Regions from separate parts of the Mus musculus genome. Here all the other regions are linked to region 1. A link is a contact called in public HiChIP or PLAC-seq and promoter capture Hi-C data. All regions are on one chromosome and are shown on one strand. The core of a region is the stretch at or near the end of the contact, and the rest is flanking DNA. Distances in the headings are between cores, read along the strand shown. Region 1 holds the start of Ranbp1 (RAN binding protein 1). Region 2 holds the start of Psmd2 (proteasome (prosome, macropain) 26S subunit, non-ATPase, 2). Region 3 holds the start of Vwa5b2 (von Willebrand factor A domain containing 5B2).

Region 1 (5,016 bases), core at 1,515-4,014:
TCTCCTCCAAATTCAGTCTTGTCCAGGGAGATTGCATCTTCACTTAACTCCTTAAGAGAAAGCTCAAAGGCCCTTATATAAAGGCACAATATGCTGTCTCTAGCACAATACCGAGGACACTGGGGTACTTTCAGCATCAAGTGGACAAAATCAAGTACCACGTAACTCAGGGAGATGCTACCCTCACCCACTGTTGTGGATCAGAGCTCTGGACCACCATCTTCTAGGTAGTACAAGGGTGTACTTATGGCTCTCCATGGGCAGCCTCCTTCCCTCCCTCCCTTCAGAGCAGAGAACCTCTAACAAACATCTTAGGCATAACTGAAAATTTGACATTAGCAAATTCTCTTGATTTTACATGAGAATGAGGTCCATACCACTGCTAGCACTACACTCTCAGATCTCATACTTTCTAACCTGAAAAACCATGAGCTGGAAGCTGAAGAATTGGCTCTGCAGTTAAGAGCACTGGCTGTTCTTCCAGAGGTCCAAATGGATACTCACAACTTGTTACTTTAGTCCCAAGGGATTCACTACCTTCTTCTGGCTTCCTTTAGTACATTGTGTAGATAGACATCAATGTAGGTAAAATGCCCATACACACATAACAATTAACAAGGGCTAAACAAACCTCAATCTTTGAGGATACAGTTAAGGCAACAGACAGCAAAGCAAAAACAAAGAAAAGCAAAGACTCTGCTCAACAAAGAAAGGGAGCCCCCACCCAGCAAAAAAAGTCTCACCATGTAGTCCTGGAACTTGGTTATATAGACCAGATTGATCTACAATCCACAGAAATCTACCTGCTTCTGCCTCCCAAGTGCTGAGACTAAAAGTGTGAGCCCCCACAGCCTGCTGGAGACACCCAGATGACACAGAACAGTGATGGGAACAACCTTCACATGACTGGCCACAAGGCAGCAGGATAACCTGGCAACATTTTTGGCTGAGAAATGGTTGAATTTTCATTGTAAGACTAGTCACCATACATCTCCAAGCACTTTCTTAAAACAGCCTTTATCAAGCTGGGTCCAAGCCATGAAATTCACAGAAATCAGTGTGCCCAGCCACCCTAGAATTCTTCTGTGCAGTTCCAGATAGAAATCACAAAGAGGCTATGCCAGAACATATCACTAAGGCTTATACCTGAAAGAGAAACAATACAAGGGACAGAATTCCTAGCTTGGCTGGCTCCTCTAGAAATTGAAGAGGTAAACATAAGTGGTCCAACTATGGTTGCTGGGTACTGCAAAATGTGAAAGAAATAGCCTGCAGAGACCTGCTTCCTGTCCACTCTTTTTTCTCTCTGTCTCAGTCAGCCTATCTAAAGATACTTCCAGGACCCCTTAACAGACTTACATCTTAAAAAGTTCCTCTTCATCTTCCTCCAGCGTTTTAATTTCTTGCTCGGGAAGAGAAACTATTGGCTCGAACTGGGGGTCGTGGTTGGACTCATCTGCATTCTCTGTGGAAGTATCATGGTCCTCGTGACTGTCCTGTGTAGAGAAGGTAGAGTGATGTTGCTGGCTGGTGGACTCGGTCCACAATGGGCATCATCAATCACAAATGGCATCTGGAAAATGCCTCCCCAAATTGGAAATTAAGCCTTTGGTTTTATCTTTCACATCATCTGATTGTATTTACAACCAGCATCACAAAAAAAAAAAAAAAAATCACAGGATATCATGAAACAAGACTGTGTATTTTGACACTCCTACACACTCAAACATCAATGGGTTACACACACCCAAGTCCTTGGCAAAGTAGCTTGGGAGAAACTTCCTCTTCTGTTAAAAAAAAAAATACCCACCATGAAAAAGAACATGATATACTCAAAAGGAAGAGCAGCCGTAACAGTTTTTACTGAGGGTTATCCAAGCACTTGTTAGTTTACAATCCCTCCAGCAATAATACCCAAGCTTGAAATTTTAAGCCGAAAGAAGCTAGGAAAAGTATGACAAATAAGCTCTAAGATTCTGACTCAACTTGGAGAATTACAAGGACATGCATGTTTAAATCTGACAAGATCACGTGCTTTGATAATATAGAGAAATCCCAGACTCACTACCTAACTCAACAGGATAAAGAAACAGAAACCTTTCGTTCGGTTTCTCAGCACTGCGGCTAAGCTGCGGCCGACACACGAGCCACCAACAAAGCCGCCCCCGCCCAGAGTCCGCGCGTCTAATATCTGTACCCTGCGCTGGGACGCGAGCTTTCCCCACCGAAGGCGCAATGTCCTAATGAATGAAGGGGTCTGCGTGCAACTGGAAGGAGGATTGCCGCCCCTAATGGGAAGATCACAAGTGGGCCACGACGGAGGAGATCGGCCACCTCCAGGTCCCCAGGTGAAGCCGGGAGCCCAGTTTGGGCATGGCTGTTCATCCGCAGACCACAAGGTCACGCGCCGCCCTGTAGACCCCGAGATCGGAGTCTTGGCCAGCAGCTCCCACTCGCGGACCCCCAAAGACCTCGAGCACCCCAGGCCCAGGCGCCTCGACAGGCCCCGAACCCGCAAGCCAGCGAGGGTTGGAGGCCGAGGCGCGGGCCGCCCACGTGGCCGCCCATAGCGGCCCTTGCCTCTCCGGCTGCCCTGCCCCACCCGGGCCTCGCTGTACCTTGGCGGCCGCCATGGGGGCGCGGCGACGGTGGCTCGACTAGCTCAGGCGTCGCTGGCTCGGCGGCCTCTGGGCGGCTAGTCGCAGCTCCTTTCCTCCGCGTCTGGCGCCGGCGCTCCCGCCCGTCCGCTCTTCCCTCCGCCCCCCGACCCGAACCCTGACCCCTGACCCCAGCGGCGGGAAACGCGCAGTGATTCAAAACCAGTGTAGCTTTATTGGCTCCGACAGCGGACATTCATTGTCCGGCCCGCCCCGCGCTTCCCGCCAAAACGCCCGCGGCGCATGCCCGGCCGCGCCTCAGCCCGGGGAGCGCGCTCTCCCGGCGACCCACGCGCGCACTTCCGCCTGCAGGCTGAGTGCCTCCGACGCTGGCGTGAGCGGCTGCTGGAAGGATCAGTCGGGACTCGGCGCGCGGCGGTGACGTCATCGGAACCAAGCCCTTAGAGAGAGGAGACGCAGCTAGTGTGCGCTGGCCAGCCGAAGGCAGGCGCAGCGTGTGGCCCTTGGGGACAGTGCATCCGCAAACCTCAGTCCCAGCTCTGAGCACCCGAGTTTTGAGTCCCTGTGTGGAGCTGCGGTCTACCTTCACGGCGGCGTACCTCGTATCTGCGCCCTTGTTGGGTGGGAGGCCGAGCCGGTGGTCCTCGTGAGCACCCTGGTCCGGGCAACAGACGAGCCAGGAGATGAGTGAGCCGGCCGCGGAAGTAAAGCAAAGGGAGACGTGCAGGAGATGTGGACGGGGTGGGCGGAGGTGGGTTGGGGCAGCAGTCATTACTGTCGGATCAAAGATAGGATGGGGGAGAATTGGGTCTCGAGAGTAAAAGAACGGGTTTCTCCAGGGCTTCGTGGAGTGTGCACTAATGGAGATCTGTCAGCGGTTTGGGGGAGCGAGTCATACCAATTAGAGCCTTCAGCCAGGCCCGTCTGTTCCCACGTAGGTTCCGGAGCCCATGGAGGACTGCGGCCAGGATGCCAGTGCTGTACCCAGCTCTGCGGCCCCACTATGTCAAAAAGAGGAAGCAGGGCCTGGGCCAGCTGCAGGGCCTGGAACGCAGCCTGGGCTCTACAGCTACATAAGGGATGACTTGTTCACATCAGAAATCTTTAAACTGGAGCTCCAAAATGTACCTCGCCACGCCAGCTTCAGTGACGTCCGGCGTTTTCTAGGCCGTTTTGGTCTACAGTCCCACAAAATCAAACTCTTTGGACAGCCACCATGTGCCTTTGTAACATTCCGAAGCGCTGCTGAACGAGACAAGGCCTTGCGAGTGCTGCACGGTGCTCTCTGGAAAGGCTGTCCGCTCAGCGTACGCCTGGCCCGACCCAAGGCTGACCCCATGGCTAGGAAGAGGCGGCAAGAAGGTGATAGTGAGCCATCAGTAACACAAATTGCCGATGTGGTGACCCCTCTGTGGACAGTGCCCTACACTGAGCAGCTGGAGCAGAAGCGACTGGAATGTGAGCGGGTGCTACAGAAACTGGCCAAGTGAGTGTGGTGCTGACATCCCAAGCAGAGCTGGGTTTTGCTCTTGGCCTGGTCCATTAGCCATGTAAGCAATTCAAGATACACACAGAGTTTATGTCAATGGTTCTGTACCATTGGTGGGAACCAGTGGGTCACCAGACTTTCAGAGGGGTTGCCTAAGACCATCAGAAAACACATTTACATCATGATTCACAACATTAGCAGATTACAACTACAAAATTAAAAAATGTTATGGTCGGGGATCACAACATGATTACAGGATCACAGGCACCATTAGGAAGGTTGAGAACCACCAGTCTGAAGTGGTCAACGAAAGAACTCATAAGGCCCACAACAGAGGGATAGTGAGGTCGCAAATGAATTGCCCAGTATGGATGGGGAACAGTGTTAAATCCAACCATGATGTATTTCATCCTGCAGAGAAATTGGGAACACTAATCGTGCCCTGCTACCCTGGCTGCTTTTACAGAGACAACAGCACAATAAAGCTTGTTGCCCCCTGGAGGGGGTCAAGCCATCACCCCAGCAGGTCAGAGAAATCCCATTCTGTGTGTATGGGGATGGGGGGGCTTGGGAGGCTGGCCCTTGTTCATGTCAATTTTATTATGCATATGCTCTTTGATATTTTTCTTGCTTTTCATTTCTTCCCAATGTTTGATAAGCCAGCAGTAAAATCTTGTTCTGTTACCCCTTGGGCAAATCTGGGTCTTTTGTTCACTATGGTATTTCTTCTTCCAGTGCTGGGTAATCAAGGTTGAGATCTGACTCTTTACTACACTCCTACAGACTGAATATCGTAATAAATGTGAATTCCTGGTCGGAGTTGGGGTAGACGGCAAGGACAACACAGTTGGCTGCCGGCTTGGCAAGTACAAGGGTGGAACATGTGCTGTGGCAGCTCCCTTTGACACT
Region 2 (5,016 bases), core at 754-3,253, 2.4 Mb after region 1:
CCACAAAACACTTGTCTTTTGGGAAAATATCACATACAAAAAATAGCGACTGACCCAATATCATTATGTAGCTTTAATGGCAATCTTAGTTGGCTAGATTTATAGTACTTAGCAGGAATTCCCTCCTGCTGAGCAGGACTCAAGTCCAATTAGGTGGTTGTTGGTTACCCTCAAAATAAAGTGACGTTGTTGCAGCTTTGGGAGTGTTACACTGAGCTGGTCATTCTGATTTATACGATTTACAGCTGGCTAGGACTATTGATTGCTCTTCTCTTTGGCAGCTTACAGAGCGCCTTAAGACATTGTGAGAGCCAGACCTCAGGGAAGAGGCCTCCAGGTCAGTTCCACTCAATTCCTTAGCAACAAAGCCTTACCTTCAAGTTCTGGTAGGCAACCAAGGACAACAGCAATAGCTTATATTGTTTTAGGAGTCTCTCGGACCCTCCTGACCAACAACTCTGAGGAAGGTTTTCTATGCCTGGCCCTGAGATTGTGTTAGTCGTTGGCTCTTGAGGGGAGCATTATCACCCCAAGTGGTGTAAAAAGTTAGACACTATTAAAACTTTCAACAGGGTCTCATTGTGTAGTTCCTGGCTTGCTTAGAACTCACTCTGTAGACCAGGCTAGCCTTGAACACACAGAGATCCACCTGCCTTTGCCTCCTTATTTAATCCCAAATATTGGGATTGAAAGTATGGGCCACGATGCCTGGCTCATTTCTTTCTTTCTGTCTGTCTTTCTTTCTTTTCTTTTTTTTTTTTTTTTGTTTTTTTTTGAGACAGGGTTTTTCTGTGTCCTGGAACTCACTCTGTAGACCAGGCTGGACTCAGAAATCTGCCTGCCTCTGCCTCCCAAGTGCTGGGATTATAGGTGTGCGCCACCACTGCCCAGCTCATTTCATTCTTTAAGTGTTCTTACAAGAGAAACTTTTTGTACTTCACATAGGCAGAAAACAGACTTAATTTAGGTAGCTTACCAAAACCACACTGCTGGTGCATGGCAGGATTTGTTTCTAATATCATGTTTTGAAAGTTTGAGTTTCCCACATTTTTCCAAGTTTTTATTTCAAAACAATGTATTCCTACAAAATAACTTGAAATATATCCCAACAGCTTTTCATATCCTCTTCATCTGGACTCATCAGCTTCTTGATAAACCTTTTAGGGCACAATTTCCAATTCATCTCCAACATACTAATTGGTATGTGACTGTTGATTATATATATATATATATATACATATACACACATATATACATATACACACATATGTATACATGAAATATACATACTAAATATTTATATACCATACATATGGTATGTGCCTGATATATGTATGCATGTATGTACGTATGTATGTATTCTTATCTGTGATAGAAGTCATAGAAACAGAAACCGGTAGACATTTCCTACAGAGGACTATACGGCTATAGAACAGGCAGAGCAGCAATGGGCTGTTCAATCTCTCTCCAAAGGCTGAAGAAGTCATTGGCAGTGGAAATGGATGGTTATGCCTAGAATCCAAGATCTACACGCATCAGCAGCTCATGTCTGTAATGAAGTTATTCTCTGCTAGAAAGTAAGTTCGAGGCTAACCTGGGATAATAAATAAGTAAATTTCATCTTCACTTTGGGGGAAATGGTTTGCGGTTACTATTCCACAGTAGTAGTGGCATAATTACACCGAAGTCACACAGACTCGGTCAAGACTTGAAGAGTTTTGAGCTCATAGAAATCTCCTACAGAGGACTAAAGCAAGCATGAACATGTATGGACGTCCTGTCTTCAGGATGACCTTCTCATCGTACCATGCATCCAGTTGTGGTGAAGCTACAGGATCGGAGAGCTAGGCATCTCTGCAGTCAGACCACCCTTGCACGCACAGAGACACCCTAACTCAACAGTAGCCGTTCGGGCTGGAAGCCGGAACAGTAATTCCCGTCCTGCTCCAGAGGGCGGGACTCGGGATCCGCAGGGCGCTTCCGGTCTGGAGGACAACGCGCGTGGCCTTCTGGGAAAAGGGGCGGTGCGAGCAGGTGCGCGCGCAGCAGGCCGGCAGTAGTGGCGGAGATGGAGGAGGGTGGACGAGACAAGACACCCGTGCAGTCCCAACAGCCCTCCGCGACAACCCCCAGCGGCGCGGACGAGAAGTCGAGTGGCAAGGAGCGAAGGGATGCCGGGGAAAAAGACAAAGAGCAGGAGCTGGTGAGGCGCAGCCTGGGGAGCCCGAGGAGGAGGCCTTGGGCTGAGTCACTGCTGGCTCGAAGGCCTCGGGCCCGACTCCGTACTGCCCACCGCACCGGGGAGACTCAGGATGGGGCGACCCTTTCTTTATACCCTGCCCGCCCCATTACGCACTGTCACTCCCTGAGGCCCTCACCATCACATCGCGGTTCTTTGGTTATTTCCTAGAATGGCTTCCAAGCAGAGTCTGCCTGGTTCCTAAGGTAGACAGCCTTTCCTATAGGGCTGCTTCCCTATCCCACGCCCTCTTCTTGTCCATAGACATTCACACTCTTCACCTGTCCCGGGGTAAGTGGGAGGAGAATGTGATTCGGGTCCCCACTTTTGATGAGCTTCTTCCCCTAACCCTCCAGTCTGAGGAGGACAAACAGCTTCAAGATGAACTGGAGATGCTCGTGGAGCGACTCGGGGTGAGTCAAGATGTTACTACAGGGGGAGTATAGTTGATGTTTCTCATTTGTTTACTCTATTTCATTTTGAGGCAACAATTAGATACCACATATTAGATATTACGATAATTTGAGGGAAGAGTTACAAAGGGTATTTAAATGGGGTCATGGGTCTCAGGTCATTTACAGGGGTTGAGGCATCATGAAATAGGAGCCAGTTATGTCTTTGACCAAAGCATTGGTTAAGTATGTATGGGTCGTGATGTGGAGAAATGTGACTCCTTTTGGTCTGAGCATTAACATCCCCTATTAGGAGAAAGATACATCTCTATATCGACCAGCTCTGGAGGAACTGAGAAGACAAATTCGTTCTTCTACAACTTCCATGACTTCAGTACCCAAGCCTCTCAAATTTCTGCGTCCACACTATGGCAAATTGAAGGAAATCTATGAGAACATGGCCCCTGGGGAGAATAAGGTAATTCAGAATATGGCTGGGACCTGTCCAGTTGAATAATTCCTTTTTTAATGCTAAGTCACTGAAAGCCTAGTGGACCCCATCTAGCTGGAAAGTTCATCACAGTGAGACTGATTCTCCAGTGGAAAGCCTGAGAATGCTTCTCAGCTCCTTAGAAGTTTCTGCTTCATTATATCTTAAGATTTTCTTAGCACGATGTGTTTCTGACTTAATTTAAAATTTTTATAGTGTGTGCATATATGTGTGTGCCTGAATGCATGTGCTTGTATGCATGTGCATATGCATAAGTGTCACGCCTATGCATGCCTAAAGACCCTCGGTCTTTATAGTTGGTTTTGGGATGTCTTTTTGATTTTGGTTTTTGGAGGTTTTTGGGATGTCTTAATAGGTGCTGGGATTTGAACTCTGATCTTCATGAGCGTGCAGGAAGTCCTCCTAAGTGTTGATCCTTTTCTCCAGCCCCTCTAGCTGACCTCAAACTCGGCTGTGTGGCCTAGACGGAACTTTATTTTATGACCTTCCTCCTCCTCCTGCCTCTATCTGGAGTGCTGGGGTTAGAGGCATAAGCCAGTATGCCTGGCTTTCTAAGGCTTATATTTAATGTCCCTTCTCTCTCTTCTGTCCCATGTACATTCATCCCTTTTATGTCTTTTTTTTTTAAGATTTATTTATTATTATATCTAAGTACACTGTAGCTGTCTCCAGATGCACCAGAAGAGGGCGTCAGATCTCATTACGGATGGTTGTGAGCCCCTTTTATGTCTTAAAAACCCTCAGTTGAGTCACATTTGTCCTGTTGGTGCAACTGTGACCCAGAAGTCTTTACTTTGCAGTGTATTTTGAGTAGCCTCCTAATTGGCTTGCTTTTGTCCTTGACTCCCACATCATCTGCCTATCATACTGCAGTTACAGTGATCTTTCTAGATCATTTAATTTATAGTTATTTAGGTAGAATATTTAAATTATAAATAAATAATAGTAGATAAAAGTAATATTTTTTTAATAAAATTAAAATTCAGTTTTGTATTTATGTGGATGAATGTTTTGCCTCCGTACCTGTATGTATGTATGTATGTGTATCCTGTGCGTGTGATGTCTGCACAGGCCAGAGGCTGGGAACATGTTCCCTGGAACTGGAGTTAGGCTGTTGTGAACACCACGTGGGTACTGGGAACTGAAGTCAGGTCATCTGCAAGAGCAGCATGTTTTTGTAACTGTTGAGCCTGTTTTTCAGACCCCTAGATTATGCTGCTATTATTATTACCACCTTTTAGTAGTTTATTATTGCAATTAAAATTTATGCTGGGTGGGTCTAGAATGTTGAGGCCAAACTAGGCAATATGATGTAATGAGACTGTGGTGTAATGGGAAACACACTACAACCCAAACCCAGATGCATCTGGCTTTTTTTTTTTTTTTTTTTTTTTTTTTGGTTTTTCGAGACAGAGTTTCTCTGTATAACTCTGGCTGTCCTAGAACTCATCTGTAGACCAGGCTGGCCTCGGACTCAGAAATCCACCTGCCTCTGCCTCCCGAGTGCTGGGATTAAAGGCGTGCGCCACCACTGCCCGGCAGAAGCATCTTTCTTTGATTCCCCCATTGTTTATTACTCTTGAGTTAGGTTAGCTTCAGAGGGAGCTAGCAACACCAACTTTAGGGTTTTTTTTTTTTTTTTTTTTTGAGGCTTAGCATGGAACTTTTCTGTATAGAGACTAGTATATATTGAATTTTATAGGTGAATTTTGTGGACAGTAATCTTGATTCTGTAATGGCACATGCTGTTTTCCTAGTGTTTTGCAGCTGACATCATCTCTGTTTTGGCCATGACCATGAGTGGTGAGCGGGAGTGCCTCAAGTATCGGCTCGTGGGCTCCCAGGAAGAACTGGCGTCATGGGGCCATGAATAC
Region 3 (5,016 bases), core at 1,671-4,170, 2.3 Mb after region 1:
CATATCCTTAATCCCAGTACATAGGAGGCATATGCTTGTGGATCTCTGTAACCAGGAGTATTTTGTTCCCAGAATAATGACTCTGAGACTTAATTATTTATGAGTAAATGCTTAGGTCATAAGCTTGGGCTTGTTCCCAACTAGCTAATGACAAATATCTCATTTATTCTAGTCTATGTATACCATATGGCTATTTACCTCTCTTCAGTTTCATGAGTCTGTCTCCTCTGAGCCCAGGGTGAAATTCCAATCTCTATCAGAATTCCAGCCTTCTATTTCCTGCCTCTTGCTATTAGGCCATCAGCTCTTTATTGGCAGGAGATGGGTTCACACAGTACACACACAAGAGATTCTCTCTACAGATCTCTGTTCGTTTAAGGCCAGCCTGGTTTACACCAAGAGTTCTAGGACAGCTAAGGCCACATAGATAGACTATATATATATATATATATATATATATATATATATATATATATATGCCACTCCCAAAAGTACATATATGCAAGATTATTCTACAATTTATATGGAAAGGCAAAAAAACTAAAATAATTCAAATTATTTTTGAAAAACAAGAATAGAGGAATCCTTTTACACAATTTCTTGCCTTATCTATCTTTAGTATTTGTTCATATCAAAACTGTGATATGGGCAAAATAATAAATATCTAAGCATAATAGAAAACCAAAAGCTACCCTCAGACAAGCATAACCAAGTGGTTTTTAATTTAAAAGTTTTAAAGTTACATGGTATTTATTTTGGGAGCATATTTGTGGGGGAGGGGCACATAATGCCATCATACACAGCCTTCTTCCATGCAGGTTCTGGAGACAGTTCTCAGGTTATCCGGGCATGGTGGCAAATGCCTTTACTCACTGAGCCACGATCTCACAAGCCCACAGACTTACTGTTGACAAAAGCAGTTCAATCAAGGAAAAGTTAGGGTTTTATTTTATTTTATTTTATTTTATTTTATTTTATTTGTAAGGTAAGGTCTTAGGCAGAGGCAGGCAGATCTCTGTGAATTCGAGGACAGCCTGGTCTACAAAGTGAATTCCAGAGCATCCAAGGCTACACAGAGAAACCCTGACTTGGGGAAAAAAGCCAAATGAAACAAAACAAAACAAACAAAAACAACAAACAAAACAAAAAGATAACAGTCCAGATTGATTTCAAAATCATGATCCTTCTCTTTGCCTCCCCCAAATAGTATTTAAAACACTTTAAAATTAATTTAAAGCCAGGCAGTGGTGGTGCACGCCTTTAATCCCAGCACTTGGGAGGCAGAGGCAGGCAGATTTCTGAGTTTGAGGCCAGCCTGGTCTATAGAGTGAGATCCAGTTCAGCCAGGGCTACACAGAGAAACCCTGTCTCAAAAAAAAAAAACAAAAAACAAAAAACAAAAAACAAAAAACAAAAACAACATCTGTTTGGCATTGGAGAGATGGCAGATGGCTAAGAGATTAAAGTCACTTGTTCTTGCAAAGAACCAGGGTTCCCAGCACCTCCATTGTAACTTACAACCACCCAAATTCCAGTTCCAAGGCATCTGCTGTCCTCTTCTGGTGTCTTTCAGCAGGTGTGCATGTCATTTATGTGCATTCATGTAGGCAAAGCACACGTGTACCTGTGAGAGTCAATACTCTCTTTCCACCACGTGGATCCCAGGAATTAAACTCTGGTTATCAGGTTTGTCAGCAAAGTGCTTTTTACCCTTACCCACTGAGCCATCCCTAATTGTGTGTGTGTATGTGTGTGTGTGTGTGTGTGTGTGTGTTTGTATTTGTTTGTTTTGCTTTTTTCCAACTCTGTGTAGTTCTCCTGCACCACCACTGCATGGCTCCAAATAGTAATTTTAACAAATGGTGTGAGTTATTGGGTGTCTATATGTAAAACAAACAAAAACTCTCTTACCTCAATCTCACAGTTCTGACTGCTCCCACCTACAGCACTCCTTAACTTCTTTTTGCAGAATTGGAATAGGGCATCTTTAGGAGTGCTTGTAAGGGTGACCCCAAATATACTTACCTTCGCTCACTTCCCGGGGTTCCCAGACTCTTCCCTCAAGATCCTAGAGGAGATTTTACAGATCTTCCTAATGTTTTGCAGTGAGAAACACGCGAAAATCCTGCCAATTTCAAGGAGCCTGTTTTTCTGAGCAAGAATGCCCCCACCTTAGGTGCTAGGCTGACGAATGGGAGGCGGGGACCACTGCTGTGACAGGAGCAGCCCCGCACCCTTGGGAAAGCTAGAAGGCTTTACTCTGGAGGCCCTCGTGCAAGGAAGCCGTCCTGCGCATCCTCCCCACTCCCAGAAAAGGAAGGGTATAACAACACTGCAGTGAAGGAGCCCAGGGTGCTTCCGGGTGGGAACGCCGCTGCAGTGATGGGGAGACTGGATTGAGGGCAACCGCTTTGGTGAGCACACAAACGAAGGCACATGCCGCGAAAGGGGAGGTTTCTGCAATAACCTATTTGCTTCTTGTGGGGGGCGAGGCCTAAATGGTTTCCGATGCGGTGATGAGGGAGGGTCACTGCAGTGAGCGGGAGTCCACCCAGGGCGGGGTGGTGGTGGGTGGGCCACTGCAGTGTTGGGAAGAGGGGGGGATGTGTTTGCAGACTCGGCCGCCCTGTTTTGCTCACGAAACTCCTTACCTCCAGAAGGATGGAGAGGGGGCGCTCAGCTTCACTGTGCCGTTGGTGGGGGTCGTGCAGTGGCTGGGGTACTGGCTCTCTGCACTGCGGTCTCTTGCCTGGCTCTGCCGGCCTGAGCTGACGCGCGGAGGCGGTGCGGTGCCCGAAGGAACTGAGCCGCAGCCCCCTCCGCAGTGGCGGGCGGGGCAGAGGCGGGCTGGAGGGGCGGCCTCTTGGAACCCGGGCGGGACTACCAGCCAGCAGCCCGGCTGGCGCCCCTCTCCCGACTCACAGGATCTCAGTGGTAGTTCCGAGGTGGATCGCGCAGGTGCAGGAACAAGGGGCAGTCTGGACATCAGAGGAAGCATCACCCACTCTTGTCTGGTCGCGACGCCCCACAACTCCACCAAGAAGTGACGGTGAGGCTTGGGCTGCCCAAAGGGAGGGGGCGATCCCAAGACCCACCCTGTAGCATCCCCTGTGGCTACCTAGTCTCAGGCCAGCCTGGGCGGGGAGAGCCGCTCTAGATCAGATGACATGGACTCCCGCTGCCGCGACACCTCTGCACATCTGACTTCCCGAGACGCATTTTCCCGTCCCTTTCTAGTTCTTCCTACTGCAACCTTTCAAGACGGTCTACAGCCTCTCTCAGTACTCCAGTCACGAAAGGCAAGGAGAGATAAAGACTGCAGCCTTTTCAGCTCCCGACCTCACCCTGTCCCTGGGGACCCTTGTGAGCTAGGGGCGCCTAGGGCAATGCTGGCCCTTTAAACCTTTGCTTTCCACCCAGAGTATCTTCCATCTCTCCAGAAGCACCACTTCCGACAGCTGGCAACCGTGGAGAGCCAGGAGGCAGGGGGCAGGTACGGGGGCGGTGGTGAGGCCCCGAGAAGGTGCAGGAACAGCTGTGGGCACCACCCCCCAAGCCCCCGGCTCGCAACCCGCAGCGGGACTGGAGGACGCCTGGACTGGAGGGTTAACCATTAACCCTCCATTCCCCCATTGCGGAGAGCTGTTCCCTGCTCCTGCTACCCAGGTAACGGGCGAGGATGCCCATCTTTCCATCCTTGCACACACACACACCCCTCTTGTTATCTGCCCCGCCACCTGTCTGCTTGGACGCTGCGGCTTGGGGGTGGGGGTGGGGGTGGGGGGGTCTCCCGACTCAGCCTTGCTCCCTCTGCAAGCTTTCATCCCCAGGTCCCCAGGTACCCGATAGGGTCAGGTGGCATAGCTAGTTTTCATGACGCTGGAGCGAGGTGCCCCTCATCCAGCCCCTGTTCACGCAGGGTGGGCACCATGCCTGGCCTGTACTGCCCCACCAGCTGGACGCCGCTGCCGCTCACCGACTCCTGCGTCCGGGCCTATGCCAAGGGACCCTGCCTCAGCCTGCGTGCCCGGCTTACCTACCACAACCCACAGCCCCAGCCGGTGGAAGGTGAGACCTGGTGCGGGCGCGGGGAGGTAGCAAATGCCAGGTGGGGTTCGAGAGCAGGTCTGCCTGTTCCTGCTCGCAGGCGTGTTCGTGTACCCTCTGGCTGAGGCGGAGGTGGTATCTGGCTTCGAGGCCGAGGCGGCCGGACGGCGCGTCTCCTTCCAGTTGCATAGCCGGCGCCGATCACAGGCCGCCTGCTGTCGCGCTCTGGGCCCGGGACTAGGGACCTCTACACCCCGCCGCTGCGCACAGGGTAAGCTCCGAGCCCGAGCCCGAGCCCGCGCCCTCGAATGCCAGCTCAGGTTCTTGCACCCTCGTGCCTCCGCTAACATCGCCAGCCTCCTTTCTTCTTCCAGACGCTGATTTTATTTTCCATCCATTGGTTACCCCTTTATCCAGCAGTCATGGACTGGGCATCTAACCTGAACCTGGTACTGAAAGAATGTGGCCCAGGCTGAGTCTGTCCTTCGCAGCCAGGCAGACACAATAGGCACAAAGTAGCTTACAGGGTACCAAAGACCTCTACTGTTCAGGTAGCCATAGTCTCTTTAGGTTGAGGCAGGCTATCTCCTCCTCAGTCCCTTGCCTCTTAGACTACACACATGAGTTCCGGTGAACCTATGAACGGACTAGCTCCAGAATCAAATCCACTGTCCTGTCTAACAGCCCAGGTTCTCACTCCTAGCTAAAGCTCAATTTATACTGCTCAGCTCTACCATCCGCTGGCTCTAACTAATGTGTTTGTGCTTGTTCTCTGAGAGTTACTCAAATGCTTTCTCCTTATGGAATTCTCCCTTATCCTCCACGAATAATTGACTGTGCTCCCCCCTTGTTCCCCAGTCAGAGCACTTAAGAGGGAGAATAAATGTCACTGTACCTGCTTGTCTATCTCTCCCGAAACATTGCCTCCTGAGCTTGGGGCTGTACTTTGGTCATTTCTAGGTCATTTAA

The links. HiChIP or PLAC-seq counts read pairs in DNA pulled down with a chosen protein or histone mark. Capture Hi-C pulls out chosen DNA fragments and counts their contacts.
Region 2: a promoter capture Hi-C map of adipose tissue shows a contact between it and region 1, with 4 times the contacts expected there. The contact joins the promoter of Psmd2 here to the promoter of Ranbp1 in region 1. A contact is called at or near these places in 7 of 39 promoter capture datasets (the C10 cell line, cranial neural crest, frontonasal cranial neural crest and 4 more), 1 of 115 datasets of contacts at active chromatin or transcription factors (astrocytes) and 2 of 9 other capture datasets (adipose tissue and liver).
Region 3: an H3K4me3 HiChIP or PLAC-seq map of stem cell-derived neural progenitor cells shows a contact between it and region 1, with 4 times the contacts expected there. The contact joins the promoter of Vwa5b2 here to the promoter of Ranbp1 in region 1. A contact is called at or near these places in 4 of 39 promoter capture datasets (cranial neural crest, hippocampal neurons, liver and 1 more) and 2 of 115 datasets of contacts at active chromatin or transcription factors (large pre-B cells and stem cell-derived neural progenitor cells).

The regions. Positions count from the first base shown.
Region 1 is chr16:18,245,930-18,250,945 of GRCm38.p6, forward strand. Ranbp1 (RAN binding protein 1) reads right to left here and starts at 2,765. Exons shown (of 6, transcript NM_011239.2): 1 at 2,619-2,765; 2 at 1,360-1,496. The coding sequence starts at 2,633. It overlaps Trmt2a (TRM2 tRNA methyltransferase 2A), which reads left to right and starts at 2,954. Exons shown (of 12, transcript NM_001080999.2): 1 at 2,954-3,322; 2 at 3,557-4,104; 3 at 4,525-4,633; 4 at 4,891-5,016. The coding sequence starts at 3,302.
Region 2 is chr16:20,649,649-20,654,664 of GRCm38.p6, forward strand. Psmd2 (proteasome (prosome, macropain) 26S subunit, non-ATPase, 2) reads left to right here and starts at 2,004. Exons shown (of 21, transcript NM_134101.2): 1 at 2,004-2,203; 2 at 2,596-2,652; 3 at 2,945-3,109; 4 at 4,900-5,016. The coding sequence starts at 2,069.
Region 3 is chr16:20,587,233-20,592,248 of GRCm38.p6, forward strand. It overlaps Vwa5b2 (von Willebrand factor A domain containing 5B2), which reads left to right and starts at 2,921. Exons shown (of 20, transcript NM_001384105.1): 1 at 2,921-3,666; 2 at 3,920-4,068; 3 at 4,148-4,318. The coding sequence starts at 3,930. Gm35685 (predicted gene, 35685) reads right to left here and starts at 3,370. Exons shown (of 3, transcript NR_168482.1): 1 at 2,652-3,370; 2 at 2,026-2,068; 3 at 729-904.